Regions from separate parts of the Mus musculus genome. Here region 2 is linked to region 1. Evidence: chromatin contacts called from public Hi-C data. All regions are on one chromosome and are shown on one strand. Each heading gives the region's core, a stretch centred on a gene start, on an enhancer-like site or on the middle of the called end of the contact. The rest is flanking DNA. Distances are from core to core; before and after follow the strand shown. Region 1 holds the start of Evpl (envoplakin). Region 2 overlaps Rnf157 (ring finger protein 157).

The links. A called contact is a pair of places that touch in the nucleus more often than the background predicts.
Region 2: a Hi-C map of bone marrow-derived macrophages shows a contact between it and region 1, with 35 read pairs. The contact joins the enhancer-like site here to the promoter of Evpl in region 1. A contact is called at or near these places in 4 of 39 promoter capture datasets (the C10 cell line, hematopoietic stem and progenitor cells and liver), 1 of 15 datasets of contacts at CTCF or cohesin (pro-B cells), 27 of 484 Hi-C or Micro-C datasets (the AML12 cell line, CD8 T cells, the HL-1 cell line and 17 more), 4 of 115 datasets of contacts at active chromatin or transcription factors (bone marrow-derived dendritic cells, double positive thymocytes, embryonic stem cells and 1 more) and 3 of 9 other capture datasets (adipose tissue, embryonic stem cells and liver).

What each region holds. Positions count from the first base shown.
Region 1 is chr11:116,234,754-116,242,270 of GRCm38.p6, forward strand. Evpl (envoplakin) reads right to left here and starts at 3,338. Exons shown (of 22, transcript NM_025276.3): 1 at 3,147-3,338; 2 at 179-278. The coding sequence starts at 3,244. Gm33250 (a long non-coding RNA gene) reads left to right here. Exons shown (of 8, transcript XR_389161.4): 8 at 3,394-3,473.
Region 2 is chr11:116,365,541-116,372,717 of GRCm38.p6, forward strand. The region is part of intron 2 of Rnf157 (ring finger protein 157); the gene reads right to left. Among named protein-coding and RNA genes, the nearest start is that of Foxj1, 34 kb to the left of the region's middle. Within about 2 kb of position 4,266, at least 59 of the 459 cell types and tissues checked have an H3K27ac peak or open chromatin away from gene starts, as enhancers often do. A contact at or near this core is called in CD8 T cells, bone marrow-derived macrophages, double positive thymocytes and 2 more, where this site is marked.

The DNA.
Region 1 (7,517 bases), core at 2,088-4,587:
TGCAAAATGTCCCTCTATTTGACCCCTAAAGCAGGGAGCAGGGTGCAGAAGGAAAGCCCTCCCTTCGGCTGTGGTGGGCTGTGGACAGATCTCTCTTCACAGGAGACCCTCTGGGGACTCTCTGGCGTTGACCCTGGGGCTCCATGCCCCTCCCTTCCTGTCCTGACAGAGTCCTTACCTGTTGCAGCTTCTTCTGCGTCTCCAAAATGTCTCTTTCCACCTGGTCAGCGTTGGCTTGCATGCGGGAGATGAGCAGAGCCAGTTCCTGGGTTGCAGCCCTGGTGGATTGTCCGGGCCAGAGGACAGCAATCATGGAAAGGCCCTCTGTGCCAGCCATGTAGGACCCGCTCCCCCATCCCCCACCCCGACCTTCCACAGAGTAAAGTCCATGGTCTGAGCTCTGAGAGGCTCAGCCTTAGATGGAGGACGAGGGTACCGTCCCCTGTAGAGGGTTTAGAAGGTGAGAGTCTAGGACTCTGTGGGGCTACAAAGCATGCATACCTCAGGTCCTCCAAGACCTGCCCAATGCCTGCCTGCTTCCTGGGTTGGTGGCAGGTGGCCCAGAGAGAAAGGAAATTACCTAGGACGGCCTATCTGGCTTCAGGAGAGGCAAAGTGCTAACTGACCTGAGGCCAGGGAGTAAAGGCAAATCCCCAGCCTCAGCTTCTCCCCAACCCTGCCTTGTCCGCTTCCACCGCTCTTCTTGCCCAAGGGGCTTCAGCAGTAAGGAGATTTTAGTGACTCCCTGGAGGAACCAGGCAGGGAGAGGCCAAGAGATGGTTGGGGTGCCCCAGTATCCTCCTGCTGACTTAGTGACCCCGAGGAAGCCTGTTGCTCGGCCCCCAAGCTTCTCGCCCATGCAGCTTTCAGAGGTCCTACTGTGTGCCTGCGCTCTGGGGGTGTGAATCAGGCTGCAGCTTTCAGAGTTCCTACTGTGTGCCTGAGCTCTGGGGGTGTGAATCAGGCAGACCTGAACACAACACCCTGCAGGAGTCACACTCCCTCCGGGCCGCAGGGAAGTGTGAGTGCCAGTGAAGAGAATTGTCTGACTAAGTCTGTGGCCGCGATGGGTCTGGTCCTTCTTACGAGTACTCAGTACATAGCCAAGGTTGGCCTGGCTCGGTCATCCTGCCTCCTCCTCCTCCTCTTCTTCCTCCTTCTGAGGTATTGAGTCCATAGGCATATGCTACCACATTTGGGTTTACTTATTTAATTTTTTTTTTTTTTACCTTAAAAAGACAAACAACAGTAGGGCAGTGGTGGCGCCCCCGCCTTTTATCCCAGCACTCGGGAGGCAGAGGCAGGAGCATTTCTGTGAGTTTGAGGCCAGCCTGGTCTACAGAGTGAGTTCTACACAGAGAAACCCTGTCTCAAACAAACAAACAAACAAACAAAATAAAAAATACTCTTCCCCTCCCCCAAACAACAAGAACCCACAACAACTAAGTCTTATTCTATATCCCAGGCTGGCCTGGAACATACTGTGTTGTCCAGGCTGGACTACCAAGTTCTGGATTACTGGTGTGGGACATGGGTTCTTTAATATCTTCAGCACAGGTTTTGTTCTGCTTCTATGAGACAGGCTCTCACTATGTACCCTTGGCTAGCTCAGACTCACTATATAGCCCAGGCTAGCCTCAAATTCATAGAGATTGCCTGCCTGAGCCTTGAGTGCTAGGATTAAAGTTGGCCTGTGCCACCATGTCTGGCGCTGAGCACAAAGGTCTCCTAGGTACTTAAAGAATTAAGCCATGGGAAGCAGCCAGCTCAGTGCCTTGGAGTCAGCACCCAGTATGTATCATTTTATTTTTATGTGTACGGATGTTTTGCCTAAATGTATGTCTGTGTATCATGTGTGCGTCTGATGCCTGTGGAGACCAGAACAGGATTCCCTGGACCTGAAGATGAATGTAGAAGCTGGGAATTGATCAGAGGTCCTCTGGAATAGCCAGTGCTCTTAGCCATTAAGCCATCTCTCCAGGCCCCAATCTCACTGTGTGGCCCTAGCTGGCCTAGCCTCCAACACACAGATCCGCTAGTCTCTGCCTCTGTCTGGAGTGCTGAGATTAAAGGCAACGTGTTAATTTTTATTGTACGGAAGCGAGCACTTTCAAGGTAGGGATGCCAGTGTTTTGCTGGCTAGGGCATTCCCAGAGGCTAGGGCAGTCTGGGCATAAAGAAGAGCTCAAGGAGTTGACACCTCTGAGGGGAACAAGGAGCCCTCAGCAGGACGTGTGAATGAAGTTACAGGAGTCTGGGACTGGGACCAGGACGCTTCTGGGACTCCAGGGAGAGCCCAGCCTCAGGTTGGGCCTCCTGACAGAGATGCTTCTGCTGGGAGCTATGCACCCCACCCTGGGCTGGGCGCAGTGCCTCAGGGAGACAGGTCACTGCAGTGAGAGTCTTAAGCACTGTCTTTCCTGTTGGCCCAGATGCCCAGCCTCTGGGTTGGCACCCTGATCACTGTCGAGGTAATGGGTACCTGGATCTTTGCCTTTCATCTACACTCTTATCTTGACACCTCTGCACCCCGACCGACACCTGAATCCAGGCAGGCTGCCATCTCCTAGAGAGGGCTTGGGGCCAGTGAGTGGGATGAACGTGGTCAGTTCTCTCTGCAGAGAGCCACTGATCAGAGCATGGCACCACCACCTCCTGTCACCCCCATGAGAAAGGCCTCCTGACTCTTGAAGGAGACAGACAAGACCCAGGGTTGGGACCTGGGGGGAAAGTGGTTTAGGTGGGGTGTACTCCAGCTCAGAAAGCCCTCTCTCTCTTGAGCCTCTTACTCCTGCCCACCCTGAATCCACACTCACTCCAAGATTTAGCCAACCCAAGTGCACCATCAGGGTTGCGTGCCAAAACAGGGAGCCAGATTCTGCTGGTCCCAGCCATCCCGTCCCGCACCTCTGAAAGGGCACCCTTCCCCTGTGCCCCCCAACATCCCTCATCCGCAGGAGAATGTGGGTGGCAGCAGGCTATCCATCCCTTGCTCAACCTGGGCCACAGGCAGGAGAGAGGCCCTTGGGCCCTTAGCCTAAGGACACCAAATGCCAGAACTGAGCTCTGCCGCCAACAGGTAGTTGGAACATACCTGGGCCCTGCACCACCCTGATCCCAGCACCGCTACCCAGGGCCCCACTCACCGATTGTGCTTGTTGGGGGAGCCCTTAGGGGACCCCTTGGCTGGGGAGCCCTTGGGGGACCCCTTCCCCTGGGAGCCTTTGCTCAGCCCCTTGAACATGGTGGTGAAGCAGGTGCCGGCTCAGGCTGGGCTCTCCTGGGAGGAGGGCGGCGGGAAGGCGACGCGCGTCCTCGCTGGCTACTAGCCGGGCTCTGGGGAGGTGGGGCGGCGGTCGGGGAAGGCAGTTTCTGGGAGGCTCCTCCCTGCAGGTGCGGTGTCTCTGCCAGGCCCGGCCCGCGCATGCCCCAGCGCCCGCCCCGACGTGCGCAGCCAGCTCCTGCACAACCAGTCTGGGAGGAGAGGGCACAGCCCAGGGGCGGGGCGCCCGTACGACTCCCACGGAGGTTTGGACTTGTTACACCCACATGCCCAGCCAGAGAGCGGGGATCACACCCAGGTGGGGAAGTGGCCAGGCTGGAGCATAGCGAGACAGACTGACTCAAGCACTTGTTCAGGTCCTGGCTCAGCGGGTCCTAGAGCTGGGGTTAGCCAACCTCAAAGGCTCTTGCACAGAGGTCCACTATCAACCGGGCCCCCACCCATAGCTCGGCCTGCCAGGAGAGGTGGAGAAGTGGAGAGGTGGGGCCACCCGGGCCTTGCTCTGTCTCCCACGGAGTGCTAGTAGACATTCACATCAGACAGCTATCTTTTTTTTTTCTTTTAAGCTTGAGAGAGGCTTTTGCTCTGTAACCCAAGCTGGCAACCAACCTCCCCGCCTCAGCCTCCCAAGTGCTGTCATTACAGGTGGGAACCACCATAACTGCTCTCAAATCTATTTTTAAAATGCGGGTGCCACCCAGCTGGTTCTCCATGTTCAGATAGGAACTCAGACTAGCTTCTGAGAGGCCAGGCTACCCAATGCATACCTTCTCAAGTCACGACCAGAATTGATCAGCCCTGTAGAGGAGCCGCAGGTCTCTGAAGTCCACAAGTACCCTGCTTGTTACTTTGTCTGGTTTCCAGGTAGAAAAGCCACTGACTAGTCCTTGTGGTTTCTACCAAGTCAGACAGACTGTCTGATGATCACATTGTCTTAAGATTTAGTGGCATGGGGCTGGAGAGATGGCTCAGTGGTTAAGAGCACTGACTGCTCTTCCAAAGGTCTTAAGTTCAATTCCCAGCAACCACATGGTGGCTCACAACCATCTGTAAAGGGATCTGATGCTCTCTTCGGGTGTGTCTGGAAACAACTATAGTGTACTCATATAAATAAATCTTAAAAAAAAAGGGGGGGGGCTGGTGAGATGGCTCAGTGGGTAAGAGCACCCGACTGCTCTTCCGAAGGTCCAGAGTTCAAATCCCAGCAACCACATGGTAGCTCACAACCATCCGCAACAAGATCTGACTCCCTCTTCTGGAGTGTCTGAAGACAGCTACAGTGTACTGTATATATTAGTAAAATAAATCTTTAAAAAAAAAAAAGATTTAGTGGCTTGTCTCTCACATCTGACGCCAAGTCAACTCCTATTTCTAGCAGGGCCTCGGTGCAACAGAAGAGGCCCAGCCGTCTTTTGGCTGCATCTCACCAAGAAGCTACTGATCATGGCCACTGAAGTAGAGAGAAGATTCCATTTTCAGCTCCTGAAAGAGGTTGCTAGTAGCAAAGGGAGCCGAAGAAGGCGGAGGGAGGACCTGGCAGAGCCAACAGCCACAGGAAACACAGTGGCCTACGATGCCCACTGCTCCAGGCACAAAATGATTAGTGAGATGTCATCAAGGGTGCAAACCACTCAGCCTTTGTCCCAGCCCTCCCCCATTTCAATCCCGGTGACAATTTCCTTCTAAACACTAATGTCACGCCTGCAATCAGCTCTCCTCCCAAGGGGCTATTTAAGTGACTGCATAGCCCAGAGGTCCGCACTAACTACCACCTTCCCCCCCAGCCTGGGTGTCCACACAGCTGTCTTCACCTTTGAGACAGGGCACTTCCCGGGAGGCAGTAGCTGTGGGAGGTGGGGTGGAGTGGTGGAAGGTACTCAGACAGCAGCTGGTCTGAGCCATAGGGCTCCAACTCCTTTCCAGAAGCCCTCCAGGCAGAGACCAGCACTGTGGTGGCCGAGCACAGCTCCCAGGCTCAAGGGCTAATTGACTCACTGCAAGAAAAAAACAAGAGCTGACCTCCTGGTGTGACTGTCCACTGTCCGAGGAAATCAAATCAGCTCCCAGCGGAGGGCTGGCCAGCTGCAGGCAGGAAGGCTCCCGGCTCTGATCCGCCTCGTTGTGGCTGCTCCACATCTGAACATGCCTAAACCAAAGTGAGATGTATACTCCAGGTTCAACATTTATACTGTCTCTCAAAGGCTTTCCATGGAAAAGGACAAAATGTCGAGCTCTTTCCCAACATTAATGATACGTCGCAATGATGCTTTAAATATATTGAGTTAAATATATTAATCCTCCCCACATCACACCCCACCTTTTAAAATGGTTTTTTATTTTGGCTTTTACTATTGGGGATGAAGCACAATTCGGTAGAGGGCCAGCCTAGTGTTCATGAGGCCCTGGGTTCGATATCCAGAGCTGCATAACCCCAGTGTTGTGATCCTTCCAATTCAAGACTGGATCGGTAGAGGCAGGAAGATCAGTAGTTCAAGGCCACCTCTGCCTATTTATTAAGTTTGAGACCAGCCAGAGCAATAGGAGGCCCTGTCTTAAAAAGAAATAAATAAGCATAAATAAATAAATAAATAAATAAATAAATAGGGGGCTGGAGAGATGGCTCAGCAGTTAAGAGCACTGGCTGTTCTTGCCAAGGACCCAGGTTCAATCCCTAGAACCCACGTGGTGGCTCACAGCCCTCCGTGACTCTAGTTCCAGGGGATCTGACACCGTCTTCCACCCTGAGCCTTGCATGCCTGGTGTGCACAGGAAAGGATGTAGCAAGACACTCACATAGAATTTAAAAATAAAATTTAAAATAAGTAAGTCGGCCGAGCAGTGGTGGTGCACAACTTGAATCCCAGCACTCAGGAGGCAGAGGCAGGCAGATTTCTGAGTTCGAGGCCAGCCTGGTCTACAAAGTGAGTTCCAGGACAGCCAGGGCTACACAGAGAAACCCTGTCTCGAAAAACCAAAAAAAAAAAAAAAAAAAAAAAAAAAAAAAGAAAGAAAAAAAACCAACCAAAAACCAAAACCAACCAAACAAAAACCAAACAAACAAATGAATAAACAAACAAGCAAACAAATAAAGTAAGTAGCTCTGTGGCTCCTCACAGGTGAAGCTTGTGTCCATAGCTCATGCTGCATCTCTCTGACATACGGGTGGGTGGCTGACCGTGCTTGCTATTCCAGAACCTGAGGGAAGGATCAGAAGTTCAAAGTCATCTTCATGATTGAAGTCCACGAGGCTGTCACAAAACAAAACTCTATGGCACAAGCCAGTAATGGTGATGCATTCCTATAATTCCGCCATTTGGGAGGCAGAGGCAAGAGGACTGACGCAGAATTGGATGCCAAGACCCTGTCTAAAACAGAGAAAGAAACAACCAGAGACTTAGTTAGTCTTAGTAGCCTAGCTCTGACCTACCAGTTGAACAGGGTAGACCCCAGGGGCCCACCTACAGCCCTGTGGGACATGGTGGGACATGGTGGGACATAGTGGGACATGGTGGGACATGGTGGGACATGGTTTCTGGTCCTCCCTGCCCCTTGCCCTGCTTCCTCCTCTGTGGATCCAGGCGTTTGGAAGCAGCTGAGTTTCCCAGTCCCTTTCTTCCCCTGTGACTTCAGTGGCAGGGCGTTCATGTCCCTAATCTGCAACTCCAGGCTGAGGTGGGCAGCTCATGTGGATCCATAGTGGGCTCTGAGGAGGGCCGAGCAGACTGAGAACCATGCAGCACAGCTAAGTACAAGACCAGCTAGGCCCCTGGGGAGCACTTGGTAAACACGCCAGGCCTCAAGCCTCCCCTAGCTCAGGAGCCCCTTCAGCGGGCCACGGCCCCTGGGAGCAGATGGTGGCAATTAATTCTCTTTCCCTGGAAGCAGGAAATTGCCCTTGGTTTGCACATAACCCGCCGCCTGACCCTTGGACAGCCCGAATGCCCTTTCTTTCTTTGTGCTCTCTGCCCAACGAAGCCATCCACCGACCAGGCCTAGAGAGTGCAGCTAGGTGGGGGAGTTAGAGAAGCCTCCTTCCTTCAGTGAGACACACAAGATTGGGCTGCAGGCATCCGCATGGCTGCCTGGGGGAGGCTCTTTTGGTGGTGTGTCTATAAAATGGAATGTCGGAGGCATCAAAGGAGGCACAGCCCACCTGACCGGGGCATCCCAAGTGTGTGGAGGGCAAGCTGGATGCTGCTCTTCCTTTGGGGCCTTCTACACCAAGGGACTGGAA
Region 2 (7,177 bases), core at 3,016-5,515, 130 kb after region 1:
GCTGGGCTCTCACTGTGTGAAGGACTACACGCTCTCTCTCTCTCTCTCTCTCATTTTAAAGACATGGCAAACAGCTCCAAAGTCCACTATGTTGACACCATGTAGAGATGACTGCATGCTTTATTAAGCAGTTGGCTTTCCTTTTTGCTGATGTGTGTTGTAGACGCACGCCCTTGTCCCTGCGTTCTGCACGCTTGCTTGTTTCTTTGAGAAAAATTCCTAGGAGTGGAATTACTGGATCAAAGAGTAAGTGTACTCTTAAGACGTTAATGCTCGGCGAGCAGCCGGCCAGGGGGCTTTAACTGGGGGAAATGGGAATTCCAGGCCAGCTCTCATCTGACGCCCATTTCTTCGCCCCCTACTTCCTAGGCTGCAGTACTAAAGGAATTTAAAACCAATTTAAAATAAGCTTAAGCAAAAAGTAATTAGGCAGAAAAATCTGACACATACTCTAAATCTGCTCTAAAGCCAAAGTAAATGACTTTGGGATTAGCGTTCTCTCGTTCTCTCGAGCAGCACAGCGACCACTTGGTTTGTGTGGGTGGTGCCATTCTCCTCTGGAGACACCCAGAGCCTTGACCCTTAAGAAACCCTTAAGGACCCTTATTTATTTATTTATTTATTTTGATTTTTTGAGACAGGGGTCTCTCTATGTAGCCCAGGCTGGTCTTAAACTCACACAGATCCCCCGCCCTCTGCCTCCCAGGATTGAGCTACCACCACCTAGTTTGTAATGTTTAAAAAAAAAAAAAAAGAGTTTGTGTTTTTTGAGATAATGTTTCTCTGTGTAGCTTTGGCTGTCTGTGAAGTTCCTCTGTAAACCAGGCTGACCTCAAACTTAACAGATCTGCCTACCCCTGTGCTGGGAGTAAAGGCGTGTGCCCCCACCACCTGGCTTTAGGTAGTAAAATCTCAATGGATTTAGGGAAGGGTGCCTAAATACAGGATAAGGAAATGAGGCTCAGGTACCCTCAATCTAACCTTTTTTAAAAATTTTTATTTATTTATGTATATGAGTATACTGTAGCTGTATAGATAGTTGTGGGCCTTCATGTAGTTGTTGAGAATTGAATTTAGGACCTCTGCTCGCTCCAGCCAACCCTGCTCGCTTGGTCCCTGCTCACTCCAGCCCAAAGATTTATTTATACATAAGTATACTGTATCTGTCTTCAGACAACCCAGAAGAGGGTGTCAATCTCATTACAGATGGTTGTAAGCCACCATATGGTTGCTGAGATTTGAACTCAGGGATCAAATGTGAACAAACCCATAACAAAAAGGGAATACACATAAGCACTTCTGAGGCCCTACTATGTGCCATGCATCCTTTGTATGCATTCTCCTCCCAGTTGTGTGTGTATGTGTTTGCATATATGTATATGCATGCAGTAGAGGCCAAGGGACACTTTTTTGTTTGTCTTTTGGTTTTTGGTTTTTTTTTTGAGACAGGGTTTCTCTGTATAGCCCTGGCTGTCCTGGAACTCACTCTGTAGACCAGGCTGGCCTCGAACTCAGAAATCTGCCTGCCTCTGCCTCCCAAGTGCTGGGATTAAAGGCACATGCCACCACTGCCCAGCACACCTTCAGTTCTTAACCCAGGAGCCACCCACACTTGCTTGAGACAGGGTCTCGACTTGACTAGTGAGGCTGGACAGTGAGTTCTGGGCATCTGCCTGTTCTCACCTCCCACCACTGGGATTCCAAGTATGTGCCTCTGCACCCAGCTTTTTCTGTGGATTCCTGGGACCAAACTCAGGCCCTCAGCACCTCACCACCCGGGCTGTGCCCCCATCCCTGCTTTACTTTAATTTTTAAATTACGGTAAAATACATACATGACATTTACATGTGAACTACATCCCGGCACGCAGCTCAGTGGCATAAATTATGACACATATGTTGTCCAGCCTTAGCCGCCATCCAGCCCTAGGCCATGCACTCGTACTTCCTATTCTAAGATGAGGCAAGTCTCCTCTCCCAGCAGCCTGTGAGCTCCTGGAGGAGAGACCAGCCCAGAAGAGAAACTCAAAATCCGATGGCTGACTGAGCAAATGCAGAATGTCAATGTTAACAACCTCCTCTGGCAGATGAAGCTCAAGGGGCTAAGGGAACAACTCAGAGAGGACACTTGCTTAGCATGTACAAGGTTTAGATTCAGTTCCTGATAGCATAAAAAAGGAGAAAGTAGGTGATACTCAGAAGGTCCCAAGGCCAAGGAACAGAAAGTAGAAGCATGGTTGGAATGGACAAGGAAGTGTGAAAGGTGAAGTCCTTTCAAATAGAATCAAGCTCCACGCAGGTTCTGGAAGCTGGCTGGGACACCATAGAGCTCACCCTTCTGCTTAGACAGCAGCAGATACCAAAGCACACGGCCCGTGCTTCCACACTTTAACAGGAATACCGGAGGTCTCTGCTGAGAACGGCTTTCTTAGAACACAGCATGGCAAATGTCTTTGTCTATGAGATCCAACGGAAAGTGCAGAAGCCAGCAACTCGGATGCTGGGCTTGTCAATACTGGAGGACATTGCCGCTTGCCCAAAACGCACAAAGAGATGTTACTGGTGGGAGAGCGAAGACATTTACCCATTTGCTCAGCACCCGCACTACGTCTGAGCACTGAACCTGGCAGTGAAACGAGCAAGGAGCCAAGCAAACTGAATCTGAGAAATGACTGAGATCCACCAGCGGCCTGCCAATCAAGGCACCTGTGTCAGCAGAGCAAGACTCAGGCTTCAAGCCTGGCGTTACTTCCTTGTACATCAGGAAAGTGCCACCTGGTGCCCAGTGAGGGAACTGCTGGTTTAGGCACCCGTCTGAACCGGTGAGCAATGCCTGTGCTTACATACAAATGTACATGACTGTAAATGCTTATTTTAAACCACTTGTTAACTTTACTTAAAGCTGAAGGAAAGAAATTTCATTTCTGTCATAGAAAATACGTTCACAGCACACGTTAGGTAAGAACAAAACAGGCTGGGTACAGTGGCACATGCTTCTAATCTCAGGATTTCATCGGTGGAGGCACGAGGATAAGAGTTCAAGGTCAGCCTCAGCTATACAAGAAGTCTGAGGCCAAGCTGGGATCAAAAAGCAAAACCAAACCATACCAGTGTTTGACTCCATTCGTAAAGTGCTGGTTGTCCCGTAAAGTCCCAGTTTTCCATAAAGAAAGATGATAATTCATTCATAAAAATAAACAATTCGGGCTGGCGAGGTGGCTCAGTGGGTAAGAGCACCCGACTGCTCTTCCAAAGGTCCAGAGTTCAAATCCCAGCAACCACATGGTGGCTCACAACCATCTGTAACAAGAACTGACTCCCTCTTCTGGTGTGTCTGAAGACAGCTACAGTGTACTTACATATAATAAATAAATCTTTAAAAAAAAAAAAACAGTTCACTTCAATAAATAGCTTTCTTTTAAGTTTTATTTGTGTGTATGTGGAGGTGTCCTTGGGAGCCAGAAGGGTCTGTGACCCCGAGAGCTGGAGTTGCAGATACTGTGAGCCACCTAACTGAGTGCTAGGAATCAAACTCAGGTCCTGTGCAAGAGCAGCAAGTGCTGCCAGAGGCTGGGTTTCTTCTCCAGCCCCAGAAGGAAACAGCAGCTCCTGACTTCCTGCACACACACACACACACACACACACGCACGCACGCACGCGTGCGCGCAGCGTGAACAGCGTGAGCTGGGGCTGAGCCTGCAGACCCTCACAGAAACTTAAGTGCAGGTTTGGCTTTGTTCGCTTCCCTCTGACTCACTTCATTGACCGGAATGCTCTGGCCTTTCTCCACTTAGTAGAAACCATTCATATTTTGTGACCACCATGGGAACAGGCCAACATCATGAAAAGGAGGGGCCGTAGAGGGGCAGTGTTCAGCGGTGAAGGACACGTGTTCCTCTTGAAGAGGACCTGGGTTCAATTTCCAGCACCCACATGGTGTTTGAGAATCAACTGTAACTCCAGTCCCAGGGAATCTGGCATGCTCTTCTGGCATCTGCCGCGCACAAAGCACTCATAAAATAATAAAAGTAAAGAATAAAATAAAAAATAATGAAACATGCATGGCTGAACAAGTTTGTATTCCAATTGAAGCATAGAGAATTTCAGTTCAATCGCTACTGTCTAAAAAAAGAGGAAGGAAGGAAGGAAGGAAGGAAGGCAGGCAGGCAGGAAGGAGGCAGGGCAGGCAGGCAGGCAGGCAGAGAATGATCACTTTGAACTACTCTAGAGATAAAGCGCAGCAGCAGTGTCAGGATACAGCAGTGAGAGCTGTTGTGGGTTGCCCTGGGCCTGTTTGTACTCTGATAATTCTGCTTCCTCAAGAGGGGCCGCCCTGACAGGAGTGGATCACATACTCACGTGATTTCATGTGAATCTTCTCCCCCCTCCCCCAATCGAACTGGTCAATAAAGACTAGAGCCTGTGTCTGGATAGTGGAAGGGAAAGGTGGGACTGGAGGTCAGAGAGAATGAGGGACAGAGAGAGAAGGATGGAGGAAGAGGAGGTGGGAGGAAGATGGAGCAGAACCACGTGGCTTGGAGAAGCTGAAGGTAGCAAGGGGTCTCCTAGCTGGGGTAGAGAGTAGAGTGGTGGTAGAGCTGCCCAATCTAGGCGTATGGCTTATACATATAATCACTGGGCTGTGGGTTTTTTACACGGAGTTAGTGGGGTTAGAAGTATTTTTGCAAAGACACAATCACTCAGTCTACACTTAGCTCTTTTCCTTTCTTTCCTTTCCTTTTCATTTGTTTGAGGCAGTCTCCCCTGCCTCAACTTCACCTTTATTGTTTGTGTGTAGTTTTCTTGGGTTGTTTTTTTTGGGGGGGGGCGCGGGCGGGGAGGTGGTAGATCTCACTATGTAGCCTTGGCTGTCCTGGAACTCACTATGTAGCCTTGGCATCAGCCTCAAACTCACAAAGCTTTGCCTGTGGCTGACTCGGGAGTACTGGGATTAGAGAATTGTGTCATCACATCCCCTTCCTTCCTTCCTCCCTCCTTCCCTGCCCCCCTTCCTTTCAACAGTGTTTCTCTGTGTAGCCTGGCTGTCCTAGAAAGTGCTCTGCAGGCCACGCTGACTTTGAACTCACAGCCATCCTCCTGCCTCATGGGCCCTATGATTAAAGGTGATGCCACTGTTGCCCAGCTCATCATTTTTTAAAACTTTCTTTTGTTCATGTTTCTAGAACCATCAACTACTCCGTTAACATCTTATATAAACAGAAGTTATGAAAGCCAGGAAGCTGTACAAATCTTTAAATTTCATTTTCCCCACTAATATCCTTACTCAAATTTCATATTACCCCCTAGCCTCACATAATCAAAAAATGTGAACATACAGAAACGTTTAAGGAATTCTGTAGTGGTGATCAGAGCATCACCTGAAATCCACGCTTACAGCACACGAGTCGGGCATGGGGGCGCACGCCTTTAATCCCAGCACCAGGGAGGCAGAGGTGCGTGGATTTCTGAGTTTGAGGTCAGCCTGGTCTACAAAGTGAGTTCTAGGACAACCAGGGCTACACAGAGAAACCCTGTCTCAAAAAACAAAACAAAACAAAACAAACAAACAAAAAACCTGTATGCTACAGCCCAGCTCGGTGGTATTCCCTGTAATCCCAGCGCTTGAGAGATGGAGGCAGGAGGATCAGGAGTTCAAGGCTACACAGTAATCTTAGGGCCAACCTGGGCTACTTGAGAGGAGGAAAAAAAAAAACAGCAGTATGTTTGCTACTGTGTTCTGCCCTTTACAGTGTACTATTTTCAATAAATTAAATAATTTTTAGAACTCATGTTCCACTTTTATTTGACGCCTGATTCTCTTCTGCTCTCTCACTATTTCTAATCTCTCAGCTGCAAACACAGGGAAGCTTTGCAGGGACTGCCTTAGGCTAGCGAAGCTTTGGAATGCCGCCCTCCCCCAGGAGCTTCTCAGGGGAGACCAGCTTAGTCTCCACTTGAAAACTTGGGTGAGAATACGGACTGCTCTGAGCAGCCATATCCTTGAAATAGACTACGTGCCTGCTGCAGAGTGGAATAACTGCTCTGTGTCAGCTGCAGGAAACCCCTTTCCCCTCATTTCCCGCCATACTAAGGGGCTGATCAGCAATTTAAGAAGATGTGGTCACCAAAGCAACAAGATGCAAAAACTTCTTCGCCCAAAACTATGAAGGTGACCCCCAACCAAGTGTCGCAGAATGACTTTGAGCACAAAAATGCTGTGTTTAGATTTGGCTACCAAAGCAATTCACCAAGAAAGCAATCCCTATTAGTGTACTAATTACATTGCAAGGTCTCCTCGCACTAAGGACAGGACCAATGTCATGGCCATATGACATCATCCCTAATGTTGACTTTTTCCAAAATATGTAATTAAGCAATTATCCAATTAGGCAATTCTCTGTAAGCATAATAGGTAACCAGCATGTGAAAGCAGCCGATCTCAGAGCGGGCAAACACAGACTCCTGTGCGTTGTGCTTAATGATATCCAGTGCAAGCAACTTCTTTCTTCTTGGGTTTGCCTTCTGACTCAGCACTGCTCTGACTCTGCTCAGGTGATAAACTCACTCACTGGATTCAGGCCCTATGGGAAGACGCCTCCCTTCTCAGCAGACTGAAGCACCACCTTGGCCTCCCATGGCTGTAAAAGACTGCCCTGCAGAAGGTGGGCTGCTTTTAATTACAAGAGCTTCTGGACTAAGAGCAACTAACTTCAGGTGGAGATGAGAGGGGAAAGCAGTCTTCTCTTCCTTCCAGGGACTGGGGAGTACTGAGGAATGGTTGGAACCACTGCTCTTCCTCCACACACACTTCCTGACTCTCAGCAGGAGACTAATAGTAACACAGCTCACAAACAAAAGTCTGCTTTCTTTTTTTTGTTGTTTTTTGTTTTTTTGAGACAGGAAAGAGGCTGAAATGGCCGGGTATGGTGGCCCACGCCTTTAATCCCAGCACTTGGGAGGCAGAGGCAGGCGGATTTCTGAGTTCGAGGCCAGCCTGGTCTACAGAGTGAGTTCCAGGACAGCCAGGGCTACACAGAGAAACCCTGTCTTGGGGGGGGGGGGGTTGGGGGGGAGGGCTGAAATGCCTGACACTGTACATGAAGCCTACGCTCAGAGAGGCAAGTACCAGGGCCAGCTGAGACAGGATATTAAAATCACACACACACACACACACACAC